Linked DNA regions of Mus musculus: region 1 is linked to region 2. A link is a contact called in public HiChIP or PLAC-seq data. All regions are on one chromosome and are shown on one strand. Each heading gives the region's core, a stretch centred on a gene start, on an enhancer-like site or on the middle of the called end of the contact. The rest is flanking DNA. Distances are from core to core; before and after follow the strand shown. Region 1 holds the start of Dennd2a (DENN/MADD domain containing 2A). Region 2 has its middle 23 kb from the start of Gm25402.

Region 1 (6,988 bases), core at 3,888-6,387, 110 kb before region 2:
ACCTACGCTCTGGCAGACAATTGTCAATGAGTCAAAATAACGAGCCTGCCAAGCGCCCAAAAGGAGCCAGCAGATCCTAGTATACCAAACTGGGAGGAAACCCCGATCTGAGACTTGTCCAATTCATGGCACTACCTGTACTTTCCACAAGGGGGAACCGTAGCAAAGACATGAATAGGATGCTGATAAAGAGAGCTAGAAAAGTAGGTGGTGCTGGGCAGAACGGCTCTCTCAGGCAGTCTGGTGTGAAAGAACTTGGGTTCAGCTGACAGGCCTTGAAACAAATTAAGTTACTCAGGAAAAATTTCGCATCCGAAACGATTATTGCTAGAAACGAGAAAATGTGAGGGCGATGTCCGAAGGTTCAGTCTTCAGTTGATATCCAGTTTCTCGGAGCGCTAACCTGCTCGGGTCCCTGGGTGCCCTCCCATCTCCCCTGACTGCTGGGTAAGTGAGCTTTGCGCTGCTTATCACTCTTTGATTGAAGGCTCTGCTGAGAGACGTAAACCTCCCTATTTATCCTCAGCCCGACACGCCCTGAATTCATGGGGAAAAGAGAAAGCAGAGAAAATGGGGAAACTAAACTAAAAGAAATAGAGACATGGCACGGTGGTTAAGGGAACTTGAGCAACCATGAGTTTGGATCCCAGCACTTACAAAATAAGCAGGGTGTGGTCTTGCATGAGCCCTTAACCCCAGCCCTGGGTGGGGAAGGCAAAGACAAGCAGATCAATGGGGCTTATTGGCTGCCGCTCCAGCCAAAAATACCCACAAAAAAACAAAAACAAAACAACAAACAAACAAACAAAGACAAAATGTAAACTTCAGGTCCAAGGAGAGACCCTGTCTCAAAGGAAAAAGGTGGAAGGTGATCAAAGACACTCCTAGGCCTTTTTTTTTTTTTTTTTAATCCTGGTCTGGCCTCAAACTCAGAAATCCGCCTGCCTCTGCCTCCCAAGTGCTGGGATTAAAGGTGTGCGCCACCACTGCCTGGCCCTCCTCAGCCTTTCAAATACCCACATACATACCACACCTTCCTCCTCTCCCTTTCCCTCTCCTTCCTCCCCTTTCCCTCCTATTTCTCTCTCTCCTACACGCGCGCGCGCGCACACACACACACACACACACACACACACACAGAGAAAGAGAGAGAGAGAGAGAGAGAGAGAGAGAGAGAGAGAATATTAACAGGAGACAGGAGATCTAATTTGAGTTCTCCTCTCAATTGGGCCCCAGCCTAGCAGCAAACCCTCTTCTCCATTATCTGACATCATCTTCACCAACACATCGAGATGGTTACAACTGTTTCCATTTCCATTTTATCCATGAAAACTAGTCTCTCTGCCAGGCAGTGGTGGCGCATGCCTTTAGTCCCAGCACTTGGGAGTCAGAGGCAGGCGGATTTCTGAGTTCGAGCTCAGCTTGGTCTACAGAGTGAGTTTCAGGACAGCCAGGGCTACACAGAGAAACCCTGTCTTGAAAAAAAATAAAACACAAAAACAGGAGAAGAAGAAGGAGAAGAAGAAGAAGAAGAAGAAGAAGAAGAAGAAGAAGAAGAAGAAGAAGAAGAAGAAGAAGAAGAAGAAGAAGAAGAAGAAGAAAATATAAAATATGAGTCTCAAAGGTCAAGCAACTTGTTCTAGAGCTAGATGTGACTGTCTAACCCAAAGTCTATGTTCTTCAATAGGACACAGAAGGAAGAGGAGGAAAGGAAACAACAGCTGCTCTGAAGAGGTCCAATGCTGTGATGTTTAGAGAAAGCAGAATTAAAAGCTTATAAGAAGTCATCTCTGTCCCCTTGTCTCATCCTTACCTTTCCCTTCTTGAACCAGAGCATACAGTCAGCACTTCACACCTGTGGATTCTGTGTCTGTGTGCTCTAAAATCTTGGACTCAGCCAGTGGTTGGTGGAAAATATCCTGAGATATACATACAGCTGAAAATGTGTGGTAGGGGTTCCTGGGAGATTTATGTAGCTCAGGCTGGCACTAAACTCATGATCTTCCTGCCTCAGTCTACCTAGTGCTGAGATTAGAGATGGATACCACCATGTAAGGCATGTATAGTCTTTTTTTTTTTCCTCTTGTTATTATCTCCTAAACATTAGAGTCTAAAGTCAGGCACAGTGGCACACATCTGCAGTTCTAGTACCTGGGAGGGGGAGGTGAGGGGTCAGGAGTTCAAAGTCCTTCTTAGCTACATAGAAAACTGGGGACCAAAGATATGAGACACAGTTTCAAAAAATTTACAAAAAAATAAATAGATGGGGCTGGTGAGATGGCTCAGCAGGTAAGAGCACTAACTGCTCTTCAGGAGGTCCTGAGTTCAAATCCCAGCAACCACATGGTGGCTCACAACCATCCGTAGTAACATATGACGCCCTCTTCTGGTATCTAAAGACAGCTACAATGTATTTACATATAATAAATAAATTCTTTATAAAAAGATAAATAAATAAATTTATAACTATAAATTATTTATTATTGGAGTAGAGAGAAGTAATTAATAATAATCTAGAGATGAATTTAAGAGTGTGGAAGAATTCATGTAGGATATATACAAATGCAGAACTTTTTTTTTTTTTACAATGAACTTGAACATCCAAACATATTTGGTATCTGGGGAGATGGTGAAGCCACATTCCTGTAGACACAGAAAGCTGACTTTATGCCTACCTTAGCTCTCATTTTCCAAACTGGAGAAAGTTTGAGGACAGACAGGGAGAGAAAGGGATGTGTGCTTTGGAGTATCCCCAACACAGAGCACCTGTGGGGGCAGGGGGGAGGCATGGTAGCGTCTGGTGAGACTCACCAGGGTTTGGGTGGGACCAAAAGTACCAACAGCTGAAAAAAAAAAAACTGCACACAAGCCAGCACAGGCCACACAGAGAATATGGGGAGAGGACAATGAGTGGCTCTGGGTCATGGTGACAGAGCCATAGGATGACAGAGCAATGAAAGTGAGGAGACTGGGATGGAAAGGGCCCAGTAACATTCATCAAACTCTGACCCACAGGTCAGGCAGAGATGTGGTTTCCTAAGGAGAGCTAGAGTGCAGTATTCCATGTGATAAAACTGTGGCCTGGGAATTGTCAAAGGACTGAGTCCTCAGCCCGTGCTTTGTCATGTCCACCTAAGATGCGACTGGCTATCTGAAAGCCAGACACTCAAAGGCTCCTAGGCTCTTATGTGCTTTGGGCTGGGGGAGGCAGCCAGCTGGGCTCTTGGCCCAGTTCCCATTGAACTTTGCCAGTTTGATGCTGTGGGGTACCCTGTGGCCCTGGGACTAATTAACCCCCAAGAAGCCAAGCCTTTGATCTTTATTTAGAAAGGGAGAACTTAGAAAGATGCAAACAAAGCAATACTTTGAATGCTAACACTTTAAAAAAAAAAAAGCTTACACTTGGCAAATGTCTGTTCTGAGAGTCTACAGTGCTTCATTGAAACGGGTGTGGCATGAAGAATTTAGGAAGGCCTCAACGATCTCCTGCAATGAGCAAACCCCTCAACTATGAAGGACATGCAACTTTGTTTCGCCTGGAACTTTAAGTCCCAGTTCCCTGGTGTCTGAAGTCCACTCTCATTACCATACCTCACCCCCTGCACACAGACTAGAGATCTCCTGCCTCAGTCTCCTGAGTGTTGGGTTACAGACATGCCTCGCCTGGTTTCCTCTTTATATGAAGCTCTAGTTTTCTTCTGAGGACCCACTTTGTGAAGTTGTAAGACTCTGGGTCTGTACCTATCCCACCCCCAACTGGCCACCCCAACCTAAGCTTTAGGCCATTAGGCTACTCTTGAAGGTCTCTAATAGCCAGGAAGGAGACTGGCTGGCACCTACCCTCAGGGCAGATAAATTGTCACTGTCAGGCCTGAGCACTTAGCATCTGGTGTTTCTCTGCTTGGACCCCTTTGCCTTTAGCATAATATTCAAATTCTGCCCAGGCCACTTGAATCCCTCCAGGCCTACCCATCGATCCTTATTCCCTCCCACTTAAGGGTCCCCCAAATACCATAATGTGACACCCCCACAACACCAGTCACACTCTTCCCTCTTTTCAGGCTGTCTTTTCTTGCCCTGTTTCTCCACCTTCTATAACTGATTCACTATCGCTGGTCACCAAAGCCCCAGAGAATGCCCCAGCCTGTGTTGGCTCCCTTAAGGCCCCCACAGCATTTTCAAGTGGACTCCAATTTGGCAATCCTTTTTTTTTTTTTTTTTTTAAGATTTATTTATTTATTATATGTAAGTACACTGTAGCTGTCTTCAGACACTCCAGAAGAGGGAGTCAGATCTCATTACGGATGGTTGTGAGCCACCATGTGGTTGCTGGGATTTGAACTCTGGACCTTTGGAAGAGCAGTCGGGTGCTCTTACCCACTGAGCCATCTCACCAGCCCCCCAATTTGGCAATCCTACTGTCTTAAAAACCTCCTGTGTGAGTGCTTTGACTGCACCCTGTGTACGTGGGACCGTGGGACCGTGGAACCGTGGGACCGTGGGACCGGTGTGCTGTAGAAAGCCAGTTCTCTGATCACTTTTCCTGACCAGGGCTTGGGACCCATTCTGTACCCTTCTGTAGGGAGGTGGGCCCCTGGATCCTTATGGCCCAGGCTCCTGAGTTGCTTAGGGGCAAATATGGACCCTTGGGTCCAAATAGCTTGTCTCATGACTGTGAGTTGTTGCTTATGGGCAAACTGGGCCTCGAAGGCCTATCTCATGACTGTCAGTTGCTTGGGGGCAAATGTGGAGCCCAATTCTGCCTGAGGCGTCCACCCTAACTGCTCAGAAACAAAGCAAGGGCAGGGAGTGTGGCTACGGCTTTGGTGCTGTCTAAATCTGGTTCTCGGCCCCTGGCTAAGCGCATCTCAAGAATGGACCTCAGTCGGGGTAGCAGAGAACCGGTTCGGCGATCTTCAGCACAGAAAAGGTTAAGCCACCGTCTCCCCCACCCCTCGAAAGGCGAGGGGGCGAGTGAGTGCGGCAGAAGGTCCTGTTTACCGTGGCTCCCCTCGGCGGCGGGCCCTGGGAGAGTGGTTGCTGTGGCAACCGGCCGGGCGCCCGCCAGCTGCGGATTAGCTCACTGGAGCCGCGGGATGGGTCGGGAGGAGGGGGCGCGCGTCACTGCAGACGGTCGCGGCGCAGCCCAGGGCAGAGGAAGGGGCCGCGCGCGCGGGAGGCCAGAGGAGACGCAGCACGCCTCCGAGGCCGGAGGCGGCGGGGACCGGACGGGAGCGCGCGCGGCGGGGACCCGAGGGGCTCGCGGCGGCCGGGGGAGGCCGCGCGGACAAAGGCGCGGAGGGCAGCGGGCCATGGCGCCCCAGGCCCCCGCCGCCCCTGCCCCGGGCGACCGCGAGTTGCGCCCCAGAACCCGCGGAGCCGACGCCCGTAGAGAGGTAGGGCTGGGCGCCGGAGTGCGGGCGACCTCGGGGGAGACCCGGGAGGGTACGCGCGGGGGCGACGAGGAGACTGCAGGCGCAAGCCGGGGCTCCTCGCAGGCGGCGCTGGGGACGCTTCAGCGGGGCCCTGGGGACCCGCGCAGGAAGCGATCCACAGCTCTTTCCCGGGTCGGGCTAACTTCAGGGCCGAAGAAACTTGCAGAAACTGGGCAGAGCCCGGCCCTGCGCTGTGCCGGAGCTCCCGGGCGGCTGTGAGTGAGTACGCGCGTGTGAGACCGAGTGTGTACGCTGGGGTGGGGGAGTCCAGGCGGCTCTAGTCGGGATTTGTCGTGGTGGAAAGTGGGGTACGTTGAAGTTTACTTCTCCCACTTTCCTCCCCAAGGATGGAGTTGGGAGTAGATGGAGCCCAGGGTAAGTCTCTTAACCACACAGGATATAGTCCTGTGCAGGAGAGTCACTGTGATATGGAGTCAGACCACTGAGCCAGAGGGAGCTCAGCGCCCGGAATCCTGTAGTGAGGGGCAGACACAGGAAGCTAAGGAGTGCCTTCCTTTGGCCCTGGATTGGAACAAGGAGAGAGCTGGGACCCTAATTTAACCAGCCTGCTGAGGAAGGAGCAGGCTGACTTCTGGCCGGGTGCTCTGATGGCTTTCAGGGTTGTGACTATAGCTCCCCAAAAGACAGGTAATTGTGGAGTGTGGTAATAGTGTTATAATAGGCACTTTACAGTAATTTGTTATGAAACACTTGCACCTGCTGTGGTTACTATAGAAAAGCCTTTCTCCTTCAGTACCAAACACCTGAAGAGTTGAATAGGCTCTTTAGGGAATGGACCACAGAGGAGAGAGTTGGAGATTCAGAGAGGAAGCAGAAGGCAAACAGAAACAGACAGTTTATTTATTTGAGACAGGGTCTCAGTATGTGACCCAGGCTGGCCTCAAACTTAAAGTCCTCCCTTTTGTCTTAACTCTCTAAATTCAGGATTACTGGTAGGCAGGCAGGCTCAGTTCAGGGACTTGTTTGTTTGAGGCAGGGTCTCAGGTAGCTTAGACAGACCTTGAACTTGATTTTGAATTAATTTTTTTAAATGTACTATATCTTTATGAGTTTCCCTGAATGTATGTCTGTACACCATGTTCATGCAGTGCCCACGGCCGCTCTAGTGCCTATCCTCTAGGACTGGAGTTAGTTACACACAGTTGTGGGCTGCTATGTGAGTGCTAGGAATTGAACCCAGGTCCTCTGGAAGAGCAGCCCGAGCTCGTGCTCTTAACTGATGAGCCATCTCTCTAGTCCCTGAGTCTACCTCCAAAACACTAGAATTACGGGAGTGTGGCACAAACCTTTATGAGATGTCTGGGGTCAAACCTGGGGCTTCCTGCTTGCTCAGTAAGTTCTCTACCAACTAAGCTATGTCTCCAGCTCTGAGACTATTTTTTAAATTAAAATAATTTTATTGCATTTTTATTTATTGTGTATGTGCTACTAGTCATGTATGTAGATCAGAAGACAATTTGTAGGAGTCAGTTCTGCCCTCCCATCGTGTGGGTGGTCAGGATTGAACTTTCAGGACATCAGGCTGAGCCAAC
Region 2 (6,842 bases), core at 811-3,310:
AGGGTTGGGGACAGGGTATGCCAGGAAGGAACTGAGGGATGCTGGGAGAACCTGGAGGCCAGGTCTGCTTTGATATGTAAAATATACATCTCAATTCCTTGTTCCAGGTATGAAGCCAAACCAATATAGTCTGGGACTCTGCTTACTATGGTCCGGTGCTCTACAGAGCTAAAACAATGATCTTCCCAAAATTAACTGTTCCTAAGAAAGCCTGCTAGGGGAAAGAAAGGGCTACAATCCTTGCTGTTGTTTTGTTATTTCCTCTAGTTGTTACAGTAACAACTCCAGTGGAGGAGAGCTTCTCCAGCAAGCTGAGCTGCCTACGAGTCATGCAGGGAGCTTCAGGAGGCAGCGTGTGTGAGTCACCAGTGCACTGGGATGATGGGGCAGGCTTTTCAGTGATGCAGCTGACTTTGAGTCATTCTCCTCCGTGTTCCCATTCACCCACATCCCTATAAGGAAGCCCTCACCCACACTGCTGAAACTCACCCCAGGAAACTAAGCCAGACTTGGATAGAAAGGTTCCTTTGGTCTCTTGACAGTGTGATACCTGAGATAATAGATGTTTGTCACATCAGAAAAAGTTACACAACAACTTAGTTCAGCAAGAGGAGAAATGTGCCTGGTGCCTGGTAGGGAGAACATTTCCATATTTCCTCTTTTTTATAAAATTGTTCTTTTTTCTTTTTTTTTTTTTTTTTTTAGAAATGGGTTGCAGGACTAGAAAGATGACTCAGCAGTTTAGTGCTGGCTACTCTTACAAAGGATCTGGGAGATGATTTGGATTCAGTTCCCTGGACCCAAGTGACAGGTAACAACAGTCTGTAATTCCTGTCCCAGGGGATCAGATGTCCTCTTCTCGCCTCTGCTGCTACCTTGGAAGCATATGGTGCACAGACAATACATGCAGGCAAAAAACACACATACACATAAAAATAAATAAATAAATAAACATGCATTCACATAAAAATAAATAAAAATTTAAGACCTATTAAAATAGTATTTTGGGGACTATTAAATATTTCGTAAAATATTGAAATGAAGTGACTTGTTTGTGCTAAGTTGATAATGGGCTTGCAGAGCATGCGTGAAGGCCTGGGTTTGATCTCCAGCACTGCGGAGACCAGGCCCAGGCGTGATGATGCATGTTAATAATTCCAGTGACCAGTGACATGGGTCTTTTTTTTTTTAATAGGATGATGGGACTCTTCTCCAAACAGTTGTGTCTGATCTAGGGACTTTGGGTCACTGAAGCTCAACCTGAGAGAATAGCTGAGTTTCTTTGTCACAGGCTCTTGTTGGAGTGTGCAGAGCAAGCTTTATTAAGAATTACAGAGGTGGGGGATGGTGTCACATTCCTTTGATCCTAACCCTGGCAAGGGCAAGGCCTGATGGGTCCCTACAGAGAGTTCCAGACCAGCTAACTAAAGGCTGCTGTAGTGAGATCCTGTCTCTTAAAAAAAAAAAAAAAAAAAAATATATATATATATATATATATATATGTATATATATATATATATATATATATATATATATATAGAGAGAGAGAGAGAGAGAGAGAGAGAGAGAGAGAGAAAGAGAAAAGGGAGAGCCGGGCGTGGCTGAGTTCGAGGCTAGCCTGTTCTACAAAGTGAGTTCCAGGACAGCCAGGGCTACACAGAGAAACCCTGTCTCGAAAAAGTAAAAAAAAAAAAAGAAAAGAAAAAAGAGAGAGCCATGATACTTGTTCTATGGGTTTTTTTTTCCTGTTCATATAATATATATAGTACACAGTGCTCCCATACATATATGCCCGCACCCCAGAAGAGGGCACCAGATCCCATTATAGAGGGTTGTGAGCCACCCAGTGGTTGCTAAGAATTGAACCCAGGACCTCTCGAAAAGCTTGCATAATTCTCCGTGACTCCACAGGCTCAGCCAACAGAGGGTCCGACCCTCTATTCTTATTCCCTGGCTCAACCAGGAAATCGCCTGTGATCTGTCCGTGCACTGCCCAGTTCCTCTGCTCAAAGCCCCTTCTGCGCGGCTGTGTCTGGTTAGCGGCAGAGCTCGACTATCTGGCGGATCTTGGTCTCTATGGGTGACCCAGGCACAGTTGATCATTCGCAGCTCCCTTTGTTTTCAAGAGGATTAAGGAGCTCCCTTTTTTTTTTTTTTTTTTTTTTTTTTTTGTTCTACTCTCCGGAACTGGGTGGAGGCTTCAGGTTAAAAGCCTTTTTAGTTTGTTTTTGTTTTGTTTTGTTTTTTGTGTAGTCCTTGCATGTCCCGGAACTTGCTATGTAGATCAGGCTAAAGTCTAACTCAGACTTCCACCACCTCTCAGGGTGTGCGGCCCCAACAAAAGAAGATATTCAAAAGAGGCACCTGAGTCTCTCAATCTGACTATCAATAGAATTGAAATCAATTGGAATAATGGACCGCAAAGAGATTGGAATTCCTCCCACGGAGCTCAGGCGAAGCGAGGAACCAGCAGGAGGGGAGATTGCTCAAAGCTGCAATGAAAAAAAAAAAAAAAGTCAAACTACCTTATGGAAGGAGACTTGACTGGAGCTGTGTTTGGTACAGGTGCGGTATGGTGGAGTAGAGCCTAAAAGGAATGCTAACACTTATTTAGCCCTTAATCTAAACTTAGATCTCATTCTAAGACGCTAAATTTGAACTTGGAAGGTTTCAATGATTTCACTTTGGTTGGTTGGTTGGTTTGGTTTGGTTCGGTTTTAAAGTACAGGGTTTCTCTGTGTAGCCCTGGCTGTCCTGAGACTCGATTTTGTAGCCCAGGCTGGCTTTAAGCTCAGAGACCTATCTTTGCCTCCCTGAGTACTGGGATTAAAGGCATGTGCCATCACACCTGGCTGCATTTCACAATTTTCGGTGATCACATTGAAAAGGAATAAATCCCAGATCACTGCTTTCTACTTTCTTTTTTCTTTTTTTTTTTTTTTTTTTTTTTTAAATGACAGACTACCACTGTATAGTCCTTGGCTGGCCTAGAACTCACTATGTAGATCAGGCTGTCCTTAAATTTGACCTACCAGTGCCTCCTAGTGCTATAATTGTTATAATTAAAAATTAATCCCAGCACTTGGGAGGCAGAGGCAGGTGGATTTCTGAGTTCGAGGCCAGCCTGGTCTACAAAGTGAGTTCCAGGACAGCCAGGGCTACACAGAGAAACCCTGTCTCAAAAAACAAAACAAAAAAATTAAAAGCATGCACCAACATACCTGGTCCCAAACTTCTTTTAGGATGTGGCAAGGATGCCCTGCATCCCTTGCTGAAAACAAGCACCACTATCTGAGTTCAGCCAGGGATAAAGTTCCAAGCTTGGGAAGAAAGCAGGGAGCTGCCCCTGTGTTAAAGAGTCTCGGAGGCTCATTGCCTAGAACACCCATGGTTTGTGGTGAACTGGAATGTTAGAAATCTGGAACCAAATTATTGTGGACTATCTTTAGCTTATTTTTTAAAAGATTTATTTATTTATTTTGTGTATATGAGTGCACACCAGAAGAGAGCATCAGATCCCATTACAGATGGTTGTGAGCCCCAATGTTGTTGGGAATTGAACTCAGGACCTCTAGGAAAACAGCCATTGCTCTTGACCACTGAGTAACCTCTGCAGCCCCCTATCTTTAGCTTCTTCTTCTTTTTTTTTTTTAAATCTAGTTATTTATTATATGTAAGTACATTGTAGCTCTCTTCAGACACCCCATAAGAGGGCCTCAGATCTCATTATGGATGGTTGTGAGCCACCATGTGGTTGCTAGGATTTGAACTCAGGACCTTCAGAAGAGCAGTCAGTGCTCCTACCAGCTGAGCCATCTCTCCAGCCCATCTTTAGCTTCTTAATAGCCATTAATAATCCCCTCTGTATTTGCCTATCTCCATCCCATGGTTATGAGATAAATCTCTTCTGAGTTTATAAACAGACCATTAGCTTTCTACCAATACAAAAGCTAAGAAGGTCATCAGACAGCACTATGTATGGACTATTGCAGAGGTCCCCATGCTTTGCTGTGACCCGCCTACCTGATGTTCTCATATATGTATATATATACAGGTGGGGCACAGCACAGTCCAGGAGTGAGTCCAGTTTGTCTTTATTGTATGATTGCTTTCAAGCGTAAAATGGCAGCAGGCTGGTCTTACAGTCTCCAGGGTTGTAAATCTCTCCCTGAAGAGGACTGCTCTCTCCTGGCTGGTGCTTTTTCCTTCTTCCACAGTACTATTCCTGAGGATATTCTCCCAGTCCTTTGAGGCCCAGTCTCTCCTCCCCCCACCCCACCCCCATACCTGATTCCCACCACCACCATGCCAGCCCCCTCTCAGTCCCCCACAACCCCACCGCCCTGGTTGTTGAGACAGGGTTTATTTGTGTAGCTATGCTTGTCCTGTCCAAGAACTCAGATCTGTATACTAGGCTGGCCTTGAAGTCAGAGATCACCTGCCTCTGCCTCCCCAGATACTGGGATTAAAGGTGTGTGCCACCCCTGCCTAGTGGAGTTGAGCTTCATTGTTTCAGTAGTCTGATAGGAGGCACACGAGTCACTTTAGAATATCTTTTTTTGTTTTGTTTTGTTTAGTTTTTTTAGTTTCTGCCTGTTCAGATTTATACTCTCCATACAGACTTATATACTTTATTTTCCATTTTTTAAAATTTAGTTTAGAATATAAGTACACTGTAGCTGTCTTCAGTCATGACCAGAAAAGGGAATCAGATCCCATTACAAATGGTTGTGAACCACCATGTGGTTGTTGGGAATTGAACTCAGGGTCTCTAAACTGCTAAGTCATCTCTGCAGCCCTAACTATCTTCATTTTTGTCAGGCTAGTTACACACTGAGCCCAGAGCTAGAATTATGGGTATATACAACCATGCCCGGCTTTAGGCTGGGCTGGGTATCCTACAGGTAATCTAATCCATGACTCTGTGTCTTAAACAAAGACTCTATTTACAGGGCTGGAGAGATGGCTCAGTGGGTAAGAGCACTGACTGCTCTTCCAGAGGTCCTGAGTTTAAATCCCAGCACCACATGGTGGCTCACAACCATCTGTAATGGGATCCGATGCCCTCTTCTGGTGGGTCTGAAGACAGCTACAGTGTACTTACATATAATAAATAAATAAATAAACAAACAAATAAATCTTTTTTAAAAACATCAGATCTCCTTATGGATGGTTGTGAGCCACCATGTGGTTGCTGAGATTTGAACTCAGGACCTTTGGAAGATCAGTCAGTGCTCTTGCTGAGCCATCTCACCAGCCCACTTTTTCTTTTCTTTTCTTTTTTTTTTTTTTTTGCAAAGTAAATGGGCTCCTTAATTTGCAAGGTATGCTGCTCATGTTTTGAGCTCTTTTGTCTTTTGGAGTCACAGAGACAACCATGTGACTGCACTCAAAGCCTCTGGATTAGAGATCTGAAAGTGTCAGTGCAATGTAGGTTTCCTAGAGAACCCTGCAATGGATGATATAGCTTGTCTTGTGTTTTTATGACAAATAACTCAGGAGATTCTCCCTCATAGTGCCATGTGGGCTTTGGAGATTGAAATTAGACCATCAGGCTTCATGGCAGGGGTGTTTAACCCTCTAACCCTCTCACCAGTGCCAGTGTGCTCATATACATACTTTTGTGCCTGCAGTTAGGGTCAGAGGCTGGGCTCCGGCAGTCATGCTAGCTTCTGGCATGCTTCTGACATTCTAGCTTCAGCTACCTTTCAGCTTTTGTTTGACTACAGAAACTGAATATTGAGAGGAGAGAAAGAGACGTCTTCAACATGGCCCCACAGGAGAGTAATCAAGAGTTGCCAGGGGAGCCGGGCATGGTGGCGCACGCCTTTAATCCCAGCACTTGGGAGGCAGAGGCAGGTGGATTTCTGAGTTCCAGGCCAGCCTGGTCTACAAAGTGAGTGCCAGGACAGCCAGGGCTACACAGAGAAACCCTGTCTCGAAAAAAACCAAAAAAAAAAAAAAAAAAAAAAGAGTTGCCATGCGTATCCCCCTAATCCGTAAAAGGCCACACTGGGAAAGAATAACAGAGACATTCCAGTGACTAGCTCCTCTCCCAAGAGGGCAAGTCAGAAGCAAGAGAGCAAGAGAACAGGAGGAGGAAGGGGCAAGAGCCCCTTTTATAGTAGGTCAGGGCTACCTGGCTATTGCCAGGTAACTGTGGGGAAGAGTTTAGACAAAATGCTACCACCCAGGACAGCTGGGCTAAGGTTTAAGTAAAGAGCAAGAGGTATGCATAGTGAAACAGTCTGTTCTAGGCATGCTCCCACAGATTTTGGCTCAGTTTATCTTTCTGAAAATGACCTGACAGCACTGTGAAACTCTGTGAAATCTCCCTGGACCAATGAGCACCTTCTCTTTTTTTTTTTCTTTTTTCTTTTTCTTTTTTTTTTTTTTTTTTTTTTTTGAGACAGGGTTTCTCTGTATAGCCCTGGCTAGCCATCCCGGAACTCACTCTATAGACCAGGCTGGCCTCAAACTCAGAAATTCGCCTGCCTCTGCCTCCTGACTGCTGGGATTAAAGGCATGTGCCACCACACCCAGCCCAATGAGTGAGCACCTTCTGATTGGATGGATGGCTTCAGCCTTTTCCTTCTTCCAGCTAAGATTCCTGGAGCAATTTCTATTTCTTGAGGTTCATGTGACAATAGTCTGATAGCCAAAGGAAAAAAGCAAGAATCTATTTAGAATAGATCCATTCTAGCCAGGCAGGCTACACTCTGCAATGATCTGAACCTCGACTTTTTTTTTTTTTAAGATTTATTTATTTGTTTTATGTAAGTATACTGTCACTGTCTTCAAATACATCAGAAGAGGACATGGGATCCCATTACAGATGGTTG

The links. HiChIP or PLAC-seq counts read pairs in DNA pulled down with a chosen protein or histone mark.
Region 1: an H3K27ac HiChIP or PLAC-seq map of embryonic stem cells shows a contact between it and region 2, with 20 read pairs. The contact joins the promoter of Dennd2a here to the enhancer-like site in region 2. A contact is called at or near these places in 13 of 39 promoter capture datasets (the HPC-7 cell line, the SN4741 cell line, cranial neural crest and 7 more), 2 of 15 datasets of contacts at CTCF or cohesin (CD8 T cells and the NIH/3T3 cell line), 14 of 484 Hi-C or Micro-C datasets (Kupffer cells, bone marrow-derived macrophages, cerebral cortex and 8 more), 31 of 115 datasets of contacts at active chromatin or transcription factors (the NIH/3T3 cell line, VIP interneurons, bone marrow-derived macrophages and 16 more) and 5 of 9 other capture datasets (adipose tissue, bone marrow-derived macrophages, embryonic stem cells and 2 more).

Annotation. Positions count from the first base shown.
Region 1 is chr6:39,555,983-39,562,970 of GRCm38.p6, reverse strand. Dennd2a (DENN/MADD domain containing 2A) reads left to right here and starts at 5,137. Exons shown (of 19, transcript NM_172477.4): 1 at 5,137-5,396.
Region 2 is chr6:39,441,524-39,448,365 of GRCm38.p6, reverse strand. No RefSeq gene overlaps it. Among named protein-coding and RNA genes, the nearest start is that of Gm25402, 23 kb to the right of the region's middle. Within about 2 kb of position 2,060, at least 105 of the 459 cell types and tissues checked have an H3K27ac peak or open chromatin away from gene starts, as enhancers often do. A contact at or near this core is called in the NIH/3T3 cell line, bone marrow-derived macrophages, cerebral cortex and 7 more, where this site is marked.